Regions from separate parts of the Zea mays genome. Here region 1 is linked to region 2. The links are chromatin contacts, called in public Hi-C maps. All regions are on one chromosome and are shown on one strand. Each heading gives the region's core, a stretch centred on a gene start, on an enhancer-like site or on the middle of the called end of the contact. The rest is flanking DNA. Distances are from core to core; before and after follow the strand shown. Region 1 holds the start of LOC100273524. Region 2 holds the start of LOC100284924 (FIP1).

Evidence for each region. A called contact is a pair of places that touch in the nucleus more often than the background predicts.
Region 1: a Hi-C map of ear shows a contact between it and region 2, with 2.3 times the contacts expected there. The contact joins the promoter of LOC100273524 here to the promoter of LOC100284924 in region 2. A contact is called at or near these places in 3 of 25 Hi-C or Micro-C datasets (ear, leaf and tassel).

The regions. Positions count from the first base shown.
Region 1 is chr7:133,465,640-133,472,014 of Zm-B73-REFERENCE-NAM-5.0, forward strand. It overlaps LOC100273524, which reads right to left and starts at 2,093. Exons shown (of 4, transcript NM_001147942.2): 1 at 1,959-2,093; 2 at 432-568; 3 at 1-95. The coding sequence starts at 536.
Region 2 is chr7:133,312,500-133,319,164 of Zm-B73-REFERENCE-NAM-5.0, forward strand. LOC100284924 (FIP1) reads left to right here and starts at 3,346. Exons shown (of 4, transcript NM_001157819.2): 1 at 3,346-3,674; 2 at 3,801-3,902; 3 at 4,016-4,293; 4 at 4,380-4,763. The coding sequence starts at 3,581. The coding sequence ends at 4,568.

The sequences.
Region 1 (6,375 bases), core at 843-3,342, 150 kb after region 2:
ACCGATTGACAAGTATGCCCTTTTGCACATGTTGTGCACAGCTGCTGCTTCTGGCCTTTTGATGGTTGGAAAGTGCCACCGTGTTCATGCTTCTCCTGAAACATAAGGAATTCTTCGGAAATGAGGTGGGAGAGAACAGAGAACAGTGGTCAAGAATAAAAGGACAATTCAAATTATTTGAATTTTATATGTTGATTGTTTTCCCATATTTATTTGTGCGCCTAGACCAAGCTAGGAACCAATTCTGATGCTCAGCAAACCTGTTTTTAGTATATTAAGTACCAAAAATATATGATATATTCAGCTCAGTCCTTGCTTTGGAAAATGGTTTCTTTTTGCATATTAGGGAGAGCTTTGCAATGTGAGACAAGCTAGTGATGACCGAAGAAAAACTTCGCTACCTCTATATCTCTACGCTTTCCGATGCTTACTTTGGTAGTATGTGATCCATTATTCAGCCCGTCCGCATTGATCCGTGGCTTGCCTGTGCTCTTCAAAGTGGAGGTCAGTGTCAGCTGAACTCCGTTCTCTCCCATTATAACATGCTCGTAAAGGACCAATCCTCAACCTGGTTCATGATGGTCAGATTTCAGATTCAGTAACTTCAACGAAAGGCGACCAGGAAGGCACTGTCACGAGAATCTGTCTGTCCAACATAATGTTGTGATACTGATAAGTGCACTGAAATGGACCACGAGTGCTGAACATCTTAGATAGAAGCCTATTCTCGAAAATCGAAACCTTGACTAGGTACAATTTTGCAATTCAAAAGGCATGCGAGATGCCAGGGGCGGATGCAAGGGGTGGGCAAGGTGGGCCATGGCCCCACCTCAAATTTTTTAATCCTTTATGCCTAGGTTTAGGTACACAGCAAAATAAATAAACTTTTGTATAGTTAGCGTGGACAAATCTAATAAAAATTAGATTTTGATCTATTTTTCTATCGACGTTTCACTACTCAGTCCACTCTTTATCTAAGCCATTTGATTCTCTTCCCTAGCGCAAGCCCACTCGTGGCTCACTCGTTTCTTCAGTCATCGACTGACCAGTAAGTCGATGACCTAACCCGCCCGCTGCAGCGCACCTTGCCTTCTCATCACCCATCAGCTCGTCGACTCGTCGGGATCCTGCACACAACATTGATATTTTGCCTCCTAGTCCGCATTAGCAGATGGGCAAGCTGTTGGTGGGATCGTGGCGTCATCTGTCCCTCGCTAACTCATTAGGGTCTCTCCGCGCCGTCGCAACACGACAATGGCTATCGCTTGCTGTCACCGTCATCTATCGCTACCTCGCCTCCTGCACTCGCTCCTCCTGCATATCGTTCTCACCAACGCCATCTCACGACAAATTTGATGACTCTCCAGAACGACACGCCGGTGCAACTGCTCTGCCCTAGTGCCTCGTCCTTAGTCAGTCCACCTATTTTCTCTCTCTAGCTCTACTTTAGATAGCCAAAAAGGTTTTTTGGTATTCATATCGTTTTTGGAAACACTAGATATTATTATTTAACATTCGTGTTATTATCATTAATCTACAGTTATGATCTAGTCTGATGATTTGTCTCATACACTATCGGCCCCACCTAGAATTTTGTTCTGCATCCGCCACTGCGAGATGCGACTGTATGTAGAGAAGCACTGCTCGGATTCAGAACTGAAAAGCATCAGATATAACCAAATGCCTTTAGTCATCGATTGACGGTTATCTTAGTCTATATAAGCCATTGATTAGAACAAGGATATGATGACGCACTGTCCATCTCAAATGTCCAAAGTTCAGAGATATACGATGTACATGATATATAGACAGGGGCGGACCCAGCAAAATACATGGGGCTACACATGTAAAGCCTTTTCTTTGTAAAAAAAAATCGAATCTAGTAGGCATAATACAAGTAGCTTAAGACACGGTTCGGAGTTTCTCGCAGAAGGAAGGGAAGAGAATGGTGTGCCTACTTGGTGGGTGTGCTCGTCGCCGGCGAAGAGCCCGCGACGAATGCCTGGCGAAATGACCGACGGAGGCCTGGGCACCTGGCGTAGGCGCCGGCGCTCGCGCAGTCGTTGCCACGAGAGAGATAGAGAGAGCAAAAGAGAGCGCACGCTGGGTGAATGCGACTATGCGAAAAGATAAGGCAAAGGATGAGCACTGACTGGCAGGGACCAGACCGCCACAGGACCTGTCCGGTCAAGGGATTTTTTTTTTGTATTTTGCAAAAAGAAAAGTGTTATTTTCTTTCCAAGTTATGAATGTATGGGCTTCTTTGTATAGCCCTCACCGGCTTCAGCTTTCAGCTTCTTTTTATATGGCAACTGACTGTTGAATTGAGCTATTTTTCTCTGTCTTCAAAATCAACTAGCTTCTTCTATACGGCCACGATGTAATTGTTACGTTAAGCTATTCTTCTCTCTCCTCAAAAATCAACTAGGCAAGCAAATATCCATTGATTTCATTTGCTAAATATTCTCTCTGTTTTAAATTATATAAACTGACTGTTTTAAATTAGACGGAAACGACCTTGTAGCCATAGGCCATTTGAGTCAGCCAGATGTCCTAAGACACTATTAAACGGCTAAAATTAAAGTAAATCTCATTTAAATCTGATAAAAGAGAAAACAAGGCAGGCCCAAAATTATGATTTAACGAATAAAAACAGGAGAGAAGGGAAGAGATAGTAGTTTTCTTCAAGAATAGGACAATTGAGATGCCTATTGCCTAGCTACAAAACTAAGCAAGGCTTTCTGGTTAGATCAAGGGAATAACGATAAGGAAAGATTCATATTTCAGGAGGCACACTAAGGGCCTATTTAGCAACAAATAGTAAGGTGATTTTAGTACATTCAATCCCCTCCGCTATTTGTAATTTACTGGAGACAGTAGCAAGGAAGGAAACTGATTTAGGTGGTGTTTGGATTCACCCTAAATTTTAAAGGTGGATTGTAAGCTACGAATTTGTGAAAGCTGGATTGTGAAAGGGAATTAGGCTTACACCTAGTTCCTATATAATTTTGGTGGTTGAATTGCCCAACACAAATCTTTGGACTAACTAGTTTGCCCAAGTGTATAGATTATACAGGTGAAAAAGGTTCACACTCAGCCAATAAAAAGACCAAGTTTTGGATTCAATAAAGGAGCAAAGGGGCAACCGAGGGCACCCCTGGTCTGGCGCACCGGACTGTCCGGTGTGCCACCGGACAGTGAACAGTACCTGTCCGGTGCACCAGGGGACCCAGACTCAAACTCTTCACCCTCGGGATTTCTCGGAAGCCGGCGCGCTATAATTCACCGGACTGTCCGGTGTGCACCGGACATGTCCGGTGCTCCAAGGAAGCTCGGCCCCCGGAACTCGCCAGCCTCGGGTTCGCGCGGCAGCCGCTCCGCTAAAATTCACCGGACTGTCCGGTGTGCACCGGACTGTCCGGTGTGCCAGCGGAGCAACGGCTCCCTGCGGCGCCAACGGCTCCCTGCGGTGCATTAAATGCGCGCGCAGCGCGCGCAGAAGTCAGAATCGCCCATACCGGTGCACCGGACATCAAACAGTGCATGTCCGGTGTGCACCGGACACCCAGGCGGGCCCACAAGTCAGAAGCTCCAACGGCTAGAATCCAACGGCAGTGATGACGTGGCAGGGGCACCGGACTGTCCGGTGTGCACCGGACTGTCCGGTGCGCCATCGAACAGAAGCCTCCAGCCAACGGTCAAGTTTGGTGGTTGGGGCTATAAATACCCCAACCACCCCACATTCATGGTCATCCAAGTTTTCCAACTTCTAACCACTTACAAGAGCTAGGCATTCAATTCTAGACACATTCAAAGAGATCAAATCCTCTCCAATTCCACACAAAACCCTAGTGACTAGTGAGAGTGATTTGCCGTGTTCTTTTGAGCTCTTGCGCTTGGATCGCATTCTTTCTTTCTCTTTTGCTCTTGTGATCAATACTCAATTGTAACCAAGGCAAGAGGCACCAATTGTGTGGTGGCCCTTGCGGGGAAGTTTTTGTTCCCGGTTGATTGAGAAGAAGGAAAGCTCACTCGGTCCGAGGGACCGTTTGAGAGAGGGAAGGGTTGAAAGAGACCCGGCCTTTGTGGCCTCCTCAACGGGGAGTAGGTTTGCGAGAACCGAACCTCGGTAAAACAAATCCGCGTGTCACTCTCCTTATTTGCTTGCGATTTGTTTTGCGCCCTCTCTCGCGGACTCGTTTATATTTCTAACGCTAACCCGGCTTGTAGTTGTGTTTATATTTATAAATTTCAGTTTCGCCCTATTCACCCCCCCTCTAGGCGACTATCAATTGGTATCAGAGCCCGGTGCTTCATTAGAGCCTAACCGCTCGAAGTGATGTCGGGAGATCACGCCAAGAAGGAAATGGAGACCGGCGAAAAGCCCACTACAAGCTACGGGAGCACTTCATCGGAAGAGTCCCGCACCAAAAGGAGGGAGAAGAAAAAGAGCTCCTCCAACAAAGGGAAGGAGAAGAAATCTTCTTCTCATCACAAAGAGAAGAAGGAAAAATCTTCTTCCCACAAGCCGCATCGGAAAGGCGACAAGCACAAGAGGATGAGGAAGGTGGTCTACTACGAGACCGACACTTCATCAACATCGACCTCCGACTCCGATGCGCCCTCCGTCACTTCTAAGCGCCAAGAGCGCAAGAAGTATAGTAAGATCCCCCTACGCTACCCTCGCATTCCTAAACATACACCTTTACTTTCCGTCCCATTAGGCAAACCACCAACTTTTAATGGTGAAGATTATGCTATGTGGAGTAATTTGATGCGTTTTCATCTAACCTCTCTCCACAAAAGAATATGGGATGTTGTTGAGTATGGTGTACAGGTACCATCAATAGGGGATGAGGACTATGACACGGACGAAGTGGCCCAAATCGAGCACTTCAACTCCCAAGCCGCAACCATCCTCCTTGCCTCCCTAAGCAAGGAGGAATACAACAAAGTGCAAGGATTGAAGAACGCCAAGGAGATTTGGGACCTACTCAAGACGGCGCACGAGGGTGATGAACTCACCAAGATCACCAAGCGGGAAACGATCGAGGGGGAGCTCGGTCGCTTCCGTCTTCGCCAAGGGGAGGAGCCACAAGACATGTACAACCGGCTCAAGACCTTGGTGAACCAAGTGCGCAACCTCGGAAGCACAAAATGGGATGACCACGAAGTAGTTAAGGTTATTCTAAGAGCTCTTATTTTCCTTAACCCCACTCAAGTACAATTTATTCGTGGGAATCCTAGATATCCACTAATGACCCCCGAGGAAGTTATCGGGAATTTTGTGAGTTTTGAATGCATGATTAAGGGCTCCAAGAAGATCAACGAGCTTGACGAGCCTTCCACCTCCGAGGCGCAACCGGTGGCCTTCAAGGCAACGGAGGAGAAGAAGGAAGAGTCTACAAGTAGACAACCAATTGACGCCTCCAAGCTCGACAACGAGGAGATGGCCCTAATCATCAAAAGCTTTCGGCAAATTCTCAAGCAACGGAAGGGGAAGGACTACAAACCCCGTTCCAAGAAGGTTTGCTACAAGTGTGGTAAGCCCGGTCACTTCATTGCAAAATGTCCTATGTCTAGTGACAGTGACAGGGGCGACGACAAGAAGGGAAGAAGAAAGGAGAAGAAGAAGTATTACAAGAAGAAGGGCGGCGATGCCCATGTTTGTCGGGAGTGGGACTCCGACGAAAGCTCAAGCGACTCCTCCGACGACGAGGACGCCGCCAACATCGCCGTCACCAAAGGCCTTCTCTTCCCCAACGTCGGCCACAAGTGTCTCATGGCCAAGGATGGCAAAAAGAAGGTAAAATCAAGGTCCTCCACTAAATATGAAACATCTAGTGATGAGGATGATGATAAAAATGAGGAGGATAACTTGCGCATTCTTTTTGCTAACCTTAACATGGAACAAAAGGAAAAATTAAATGAACTAATTAGTGCCATCCATGAAAAGGATGATCTCTTGGACTCCCAAGAGGACTTCCTAATCAAGGAGAATAAGAAACATGTTAAGGTTAAAAATGCTTACGCTCTACAAGTTGAAAAATGTGAAAAACTGTCTAGTGAGCTAAGCACTTGCCGTGAGATGATTGACAACCTTAGAAATGAAAATGCTACTTTAAATGCTAAGGTTGATTCACATGTTTGTAATGTTTCAATTACCAATCTTAGAGATGATAACGTTGACTTGTTGCTAAGATTGATGAATTGAATGCATCTCTTGCTAGCCTTAGATTAGAGAATAAAAATTTAATTGCTAAGGCTAAAGATTTTAATGTTTGCAATGCTACTATTTCCGACCTTAGAACTAAGAATGAAATGTTGCATGCTAAGGTTGTAGAACTTAAATCTTGCAAACCCTCTACATCTAAT
Region 2 (6,665 bases), core at 2,096-4,595:
GCGCAATTGGTTCATCGTCGGAGACGTGGGGCGACTCCACTCTCCCGATGAAGAGGACGTCGGGGTAGAATGGAATCGCCGCTGTGACGAGCTTCTTTCCATTCTCCTTTGAGGACGGAGGCACCGAAAGAGCAGTTTGACAATCCTTTACCTTGTTCACCTCCTTTTTCCTTGTGATCCGTGTCCATTTTTCCGTCGGAGAGGTGGACAGCGGAGATCTCCGGGTAGATGGACCCTTGGCTCCTAGCTTGCTGAAGGTGGTCCTTGCTCGGAGTGATGGAGGTTGCGCTTTTTCCTGCTTCGCTCCGATTTTTCCGGAGATTTTTTAGGAAGACTTTCTCTCCGGCGGATCCGCGATGCGATGTAGAGTTCCTTCTTCATCTGCTACGGACAAAATGGTTCCGAAGCAGAACACGGACCGGGGCGGAGGACGATCTTGTGCTGGAAAGTGACGGCCATTGAGCTAGCTTGGATCAGTGACACACCCCCTACCTGGCGCGCCAGCTGTCGATGTTTTGGGTCCGACCGCGCACCCGGGGTTGCCCCTCGAGGTGCTTTTTGGAGTAGGACGGTGTTACCGACTGTAGCTCGATGGTTCGCGCTAGATGCACGAGAGACATTGGACGATTTTGTACAGGTTCGGGCCGCTTTGAGATGCGTAACACCCTACGTCCTGGCGTGAGTACTTTGTGTGGTGAGTTACAAGGAGATTCTCTAATGCTAAGGATATTAGAGAACTGGATGGATGGCTAAGTAGCGAGATGCTTTTGAGGGGATGCCTCGTAGGCCTTATATACTCGACCGTGGGGCGTTACATGTGGATATGATAACAACGTGAGCCTAAGTAATAGTGAACCAACTGAGCCTATCTTCCTATAATTCCGCCGACCTATCCCTTATTCAGTTCCGATGTATGAGGGCACTGCACGGGAAGGTCGGATCACTGTTGCGATCATTGCTCAAATTTATCGGGTCGTCTGGGCTCGCGTCAATCCGGTCTTGTGTCAATCCACTTCACTAGACGTTCCTCCCCAGGCCCACGAAGGGATGACCTTGCGAATTATTGGGCCTACGGGCCTTTCGTGAGGTCTTTTATCCTTCCGGTGGACCCGGGGATATCCGTCCCCAACAGTGACATCTAATAGAGGATAAATTAGGATAACTGTTTTTCATATTAATCTAAGTCTCTATTTTTCAATTGTGCTCCCCGATATCTTCACTATCGAGCTTTTGCCTAAAACATAATGGTGGCAACTAAACTATAAATATAGTTGTTGTGATCTCACGAGATATAGCCCACTCGATACAATACAATTGTGCGCACAAGAATCAAGGGATTGAGGGATATCCTAGAGCAAGCACTACAATGACGGTCTAACTAACCTAAGCACTTCGCAAAAATACCTATGCCAATGCTAATCTTCGAGTGATTTTTACCACTTGGATCTCTACACCTAAAGGATTAGAGTAACAACTATCTTGCTATGTTTCTCACGTCCTACTCTTGAGAAATAACCGGCTGGGTGGTATTTAGCCTCCCCACTCAATTAGAGTTATTGGAACTTAGCAGACTTTGCTGTGCAGCATCAGACATATTAGGTGGCACGATGGACTTGTTTAGTAAGTTTCACGTTAGCTAGCCATTGTCAACCGTTGAGCCCTGGGTATCAGGTGCGTTTACCTGTGTGACACCGGACTTGTCCGACGAGTTATAGCCGGCTCGATTGCATATCTGAGTATCGTATCCGATGTGGGATTAGGTGTGAGATCTGGTGCATCACTGTATATTTGATAGCATGGTTGCAGTTGCATTGTTGCAGTCTTGCCTAGTTGCATGCTTGCATTGTGTTTTTAGAACGTTGACTTTTTGTGATTGTGGTTACTTGCTGCTAGCCTTAGTGCAAATATGTAATGCTTAGTGAAAATTTTATACGTCAATACCTGATGGACAAAGAGTTGATAGATTGATTTACAATGTTGTTAGATGTACTTTTGGTGTAGCTCGTGAGCCAATCGAGCTGGTTCAAGTTACCTAAGGAGCCGAGCCTGGCAAGTCTTCTAGCTCATTGTTATATCGAGCCGAATTGTAGTGCTAACTCGTTATAATATCGAGCCAGGCCATCTTGACATCTGTGCCCCAAATGAAAGTACAAACTTCGAAATCATAATCTTCTATGACCCACTCCCTCTGTCCACATGAATTAGTCGTTTTAGATTTATACTAAGTAAATTATCATCAACTTTGACCGATTTATATCATATGTTTTATAAGATTTTTTAACATAAATTTGAAGTTACTAGATTTATCCTGACTTGAACTACTATAATATGTAATTGGACGGAGTGAGTAGGTGTTTTAGTGTTTAGCTAAGCGTATCTAAGTTCCTGTTTGAGGCTATTTAATTCTAACAGCTCTTTCCATCAGCACCAGATGCAAGCTGGCTGTTAAAGGGGACGAATGTCTAAACACACACGGCTGTGGAGGCTGATCAGAAGTTCAGAACTAAGGGAGTGTTTGAATGCACTAGAGATAATAGTTAGCTGTTAAAATTAGCTGACGACATCTAAACAGTCTAGCTAATAGTTCAACTAATAGCTATTTTTAGTAAATTAGCTAATAGTTTGCTAAATATTTGTTAGCTAGCTAATTTTACTAGAAATTTTTTAGCCAATAACTATTAGCTCTAGTGCATTCAAACACCCTCTAAATAAATGCAGCTTTGGAGTTGTGAATAGAGTTTGGGCCGGAAGATAGATGCCGTGCCGTGAGTGGGTGTGTTGTGTGGCCCAGTGAACGGTGCTGTAAGTTGTAACTACCTGAATACGCTGAACTCTGAAGCTTTAATTCATGCTAAGCCTTCCACTACAATATATCTTCCGTCCAGGCAGCTCGTAACAGTTAAATTGAGTATCGAAATAACGTGACATCGTCTATGTACGCGTAATTTTGTGCCTGAAAACAACACCAGCGCAGCGCGCACGCATGGCACCGAAACGGTGGCTTCGTCCCTTCCTCGACCTGGAACTTGGCCAAAGTCGCCTAGCGTGACGCGGACAAAGGGACCGGTGGCGCTGTCCGCTCTCCGCAACGTTGCGTTCATCTCGACCGGCGCCGACCCCTTTTTTATACAAGGAGCCGTGCCGTGTCCGGCCGGGGCCGCTGCAGCTAGCTGGAGCTGCGCCCGCGTCACGTGGCATCGTCCGCTATGGGTTGCCGACTCCGACACGCCGTCCCACCCAACCCGATCGCACGGATACAGGAGTCGGTGCAACTGAAACGGTGCGGAGACTGGCGGGTAGGGTAGGTGCCTCGTCGGCTCGTCGCCGTCGCGATCAGCAATTAGTGGAGTGGAGTAGTATGCCTGACCAACGCGACTGGTCGACTGCTAGCCCGTAGCTGCGCTGTTGGCCTGTTGCCATGCCATATCCGTCGAGCTGAAGCCTGAAGCAACCACCATTTCGATACGCGCGAGGGAACGGGGCCGGCCGGCCGGCCGGGGATCGGAACTGAAGTGTGGGCACACAAGAGTCACAACAGGGGGAGTGGGGGACATTCCAATCAGTTCCCTGCGTGTGAGCGATGCAGCGGGACGCGAGAAGCTGGTCGCCGGCGCCGGCCACGGACGCCGCCGGCCCTTACGCGATGCCTTCGCCCGTGCAGCCGTCGACCAAGAGTCCGTGCGCGGTGGCGGTGCCACAAGTCACCTGAACTATATGTATTCTTCCCTGCTGCCCGACGCTTATCCCTGACGTTTCTTTTTTTTCTCTCTCTCTCGATCGGTTGTTCCGCGCGCGCGCAGGCACGAAGGAGACGGTGAAGAATGCGCTGTCGCGGTGGGGGCGGAAGGTCGGGGAGGCGACCAGGAAGGCCGAGGGCCTGTCGCGCAACACATGGCAGCACTGTGGGCGACTCTGCTCTGTTCATCAACTCTCTCTAACTATATACACCATCGCCGATCAGACTGGTGTAAGCTTTGTGATTTGTGGAACTGATCGCAACTGATTTCCTGGGCAGTGAGGACGGCGCCGAGCATCGCGGAGGCCGCGGTGGGGAGGATCGCGCAGGGGACCAAGGTGCTGGCGGAGGGCGGCCACGACAGGATATTCCGCCAGGCCTTCAGCGCCCCGCCCGACGAGCAGCTGCGCAAGTCCTACGCTTGCTACCTCTCCACGGCCGCCGGCCCGGTGATGGGCGTCCTGTACCTGTCCACGGCCAGGGTCGCCTTCTGCAGCGACAGCCCGCTGTCCTACGAGGCTTCCGGCGGCGACAGAACGGAGTGGACCCACTACAAGGTAAGCGAGAACCCACTCTCAACACATCACAGCCCCCACCCACGCGCGCTCCCGTGTGCTGCAAAGTCGAGCTGACGACGCCGCAGGTGGCGATTCCTCTTCAACGGCTGCGGGCGGCGAGCCCGTCGGCCAACAAGACCAAGCCCGCGGAGAAGTTCATCCAGCTGGTGTCGGTGGACAGTCACGAGTTCTGGTTCATGGGCTTCGTCAACTACGACGGCGCGGTTGCGCACCTGCAGGAAGCGCTGAGCGGGTTCCGCAACCTGCAGGCGTGACATGGAGGACCTCAATGCAATGGACAGTGTTGTCTTGTACGTGCTCGCCAGAACTGATTGATCGAACAGAGCGATTGTGTACCCGCTCTCTGTGTGTGTTGCGGTGCTAGTGTTTGCATCGTGTTGTGCGTGTGCGGATTTGTATGACATTTTTTTGATTTGGTTGCCATTGTCAGCGAGAGAACAGTCCAATCATTTTATTCAGATTTCAGAGAAGACCATGGTTATCCATGGCGATGGCTTTGATGATCACCTGCAACATCATCAACACATCTATTTTAGACGCTCTTTTGTGTTGGATTTGATCTCAAACTTATATAGGGCATTAATAAATATAATTACTACTAGATTTCATATGTGTGCATCAGTACCACCACTCATCACTAGACTTTTTTAGGTCATGCTAACAATCCATTTCCTCATTTCTAGTATGACCAAAAGAAAAGATCATGTAGCTAATCTATGTCTTCATTAACTTTATCAACACTTAGAACCAGCTAATTAATCCTTAATCTTTCTGCTCATCCTTTGAAGACAAAAAATGAATACCATTGATAGGAACACGAAATCCATATAAGTCCAACCAATCACCTTTATAACTATCTAACTTATATTGTAAACTAGGTACATGTCCGTGAGTTGCCACGGGAGTAAAAAATAGTATGATACGTATTTACAAAACGACAAATATTACTATAAGACGAGGGTTGCTAGTACAATTTCCGTGCGTTGTGATGGCACATATAGGGCCATTTTTTTGAGCTCATTTTTGCAGCGAGCCGAGCCGGCTTGTTCCAACTGTGAGACATGCCAAATTAATCAATTTATAGAATAATTATGAATATTAGATAATTTTATAGATAACATGATTCATAAAAATGATTTTTCAGTTGTGTATGTTGTCAAGCATCTGAAGATTATATCAGGAGCACCCACCGCCTAATATGGTGCATTCATAAGAAGAGGAGACAATGCCTTGACTACTATGCTCATGATTGGTGTGAACTCAGATTCATTTTGAACACAGAGCCTCCACTGCCGCTAGCTGCATCAACAACAAAAAGGAAAAAAATAATTGGTGATGTCTTGGTATTTCACAAATTTGTTGCAAGTAATGCCGATTTTTTATACTAATAGCTTCAAACTTTTGGATCCAATTTAAAAATGTGGATTTTTGTATCACAAATAAAGAACAAATAGTTTCAGGCATCAAATTAAGTAACCATAAAGCTTGACATTCCTAACTGATACACTGTATACAACTGTTCATAGCCATCTAACATGTAGACAAGTCCATTTGTTCATATTTCAAAATTCAATTTGCCAATAAAAAGGAGAATTAAACTTGAAAATATACTGGATTACCAGTGCCCAGTAGAGGTCTTGTCACTGGGATCACATTTATTCACCAAACATGAACTAAAAATTAATTGTCTTATACCATCTGTTAAAAGATTATCATTCCTTCTTCAATGCCCTTAAACCGGTTGTGATCCAAGTACATCAGAACCCAATCCATTCAAGAAGACATGAAACTCTACCAGTGAAGACACTGAATGTTCACTGTTGAACAACAATATGGGGTTTATATTCTTTAACAACCTTTTTAAGTCCCAAAAGAAATATGCACGAATATTTCAACAAGTCTAGTAGGTTGTGGGTCATGGGCAATGATATCAATTCAGTACTATATATGAATTGATTAGTATAGAATCCAAGACAAAGCAGTGTTTAATTTACGTATAGAAGCAGTATTCCATATTGTTTCTATTCTTGAAGCAAGGCTTCAATATAAGCTTTTTGAAGTGCATTTAAATTACCATATGAGTTACTCATGTATCCGCTTTCCAAGGAGGGATCACCATAGCTGCCAGCTCCCTATGCTGCATACTGAGTTGCCTTCAAGTATTGGACATAAAAAGGGCCAGAAAGAGGAGGTTGAAGACATGTGGGAGCTTGATTACCACCCCGACCAAGGTTATGCGCATCAGTTAGGCTCGATGTAGGTGAATATAAACTATTGTTTCCAAGGTTTCTTGAATCTGCACCAAGTGATTCTACAGTAGTTGCAGCAACAACACTCAGTGTAACAAATCC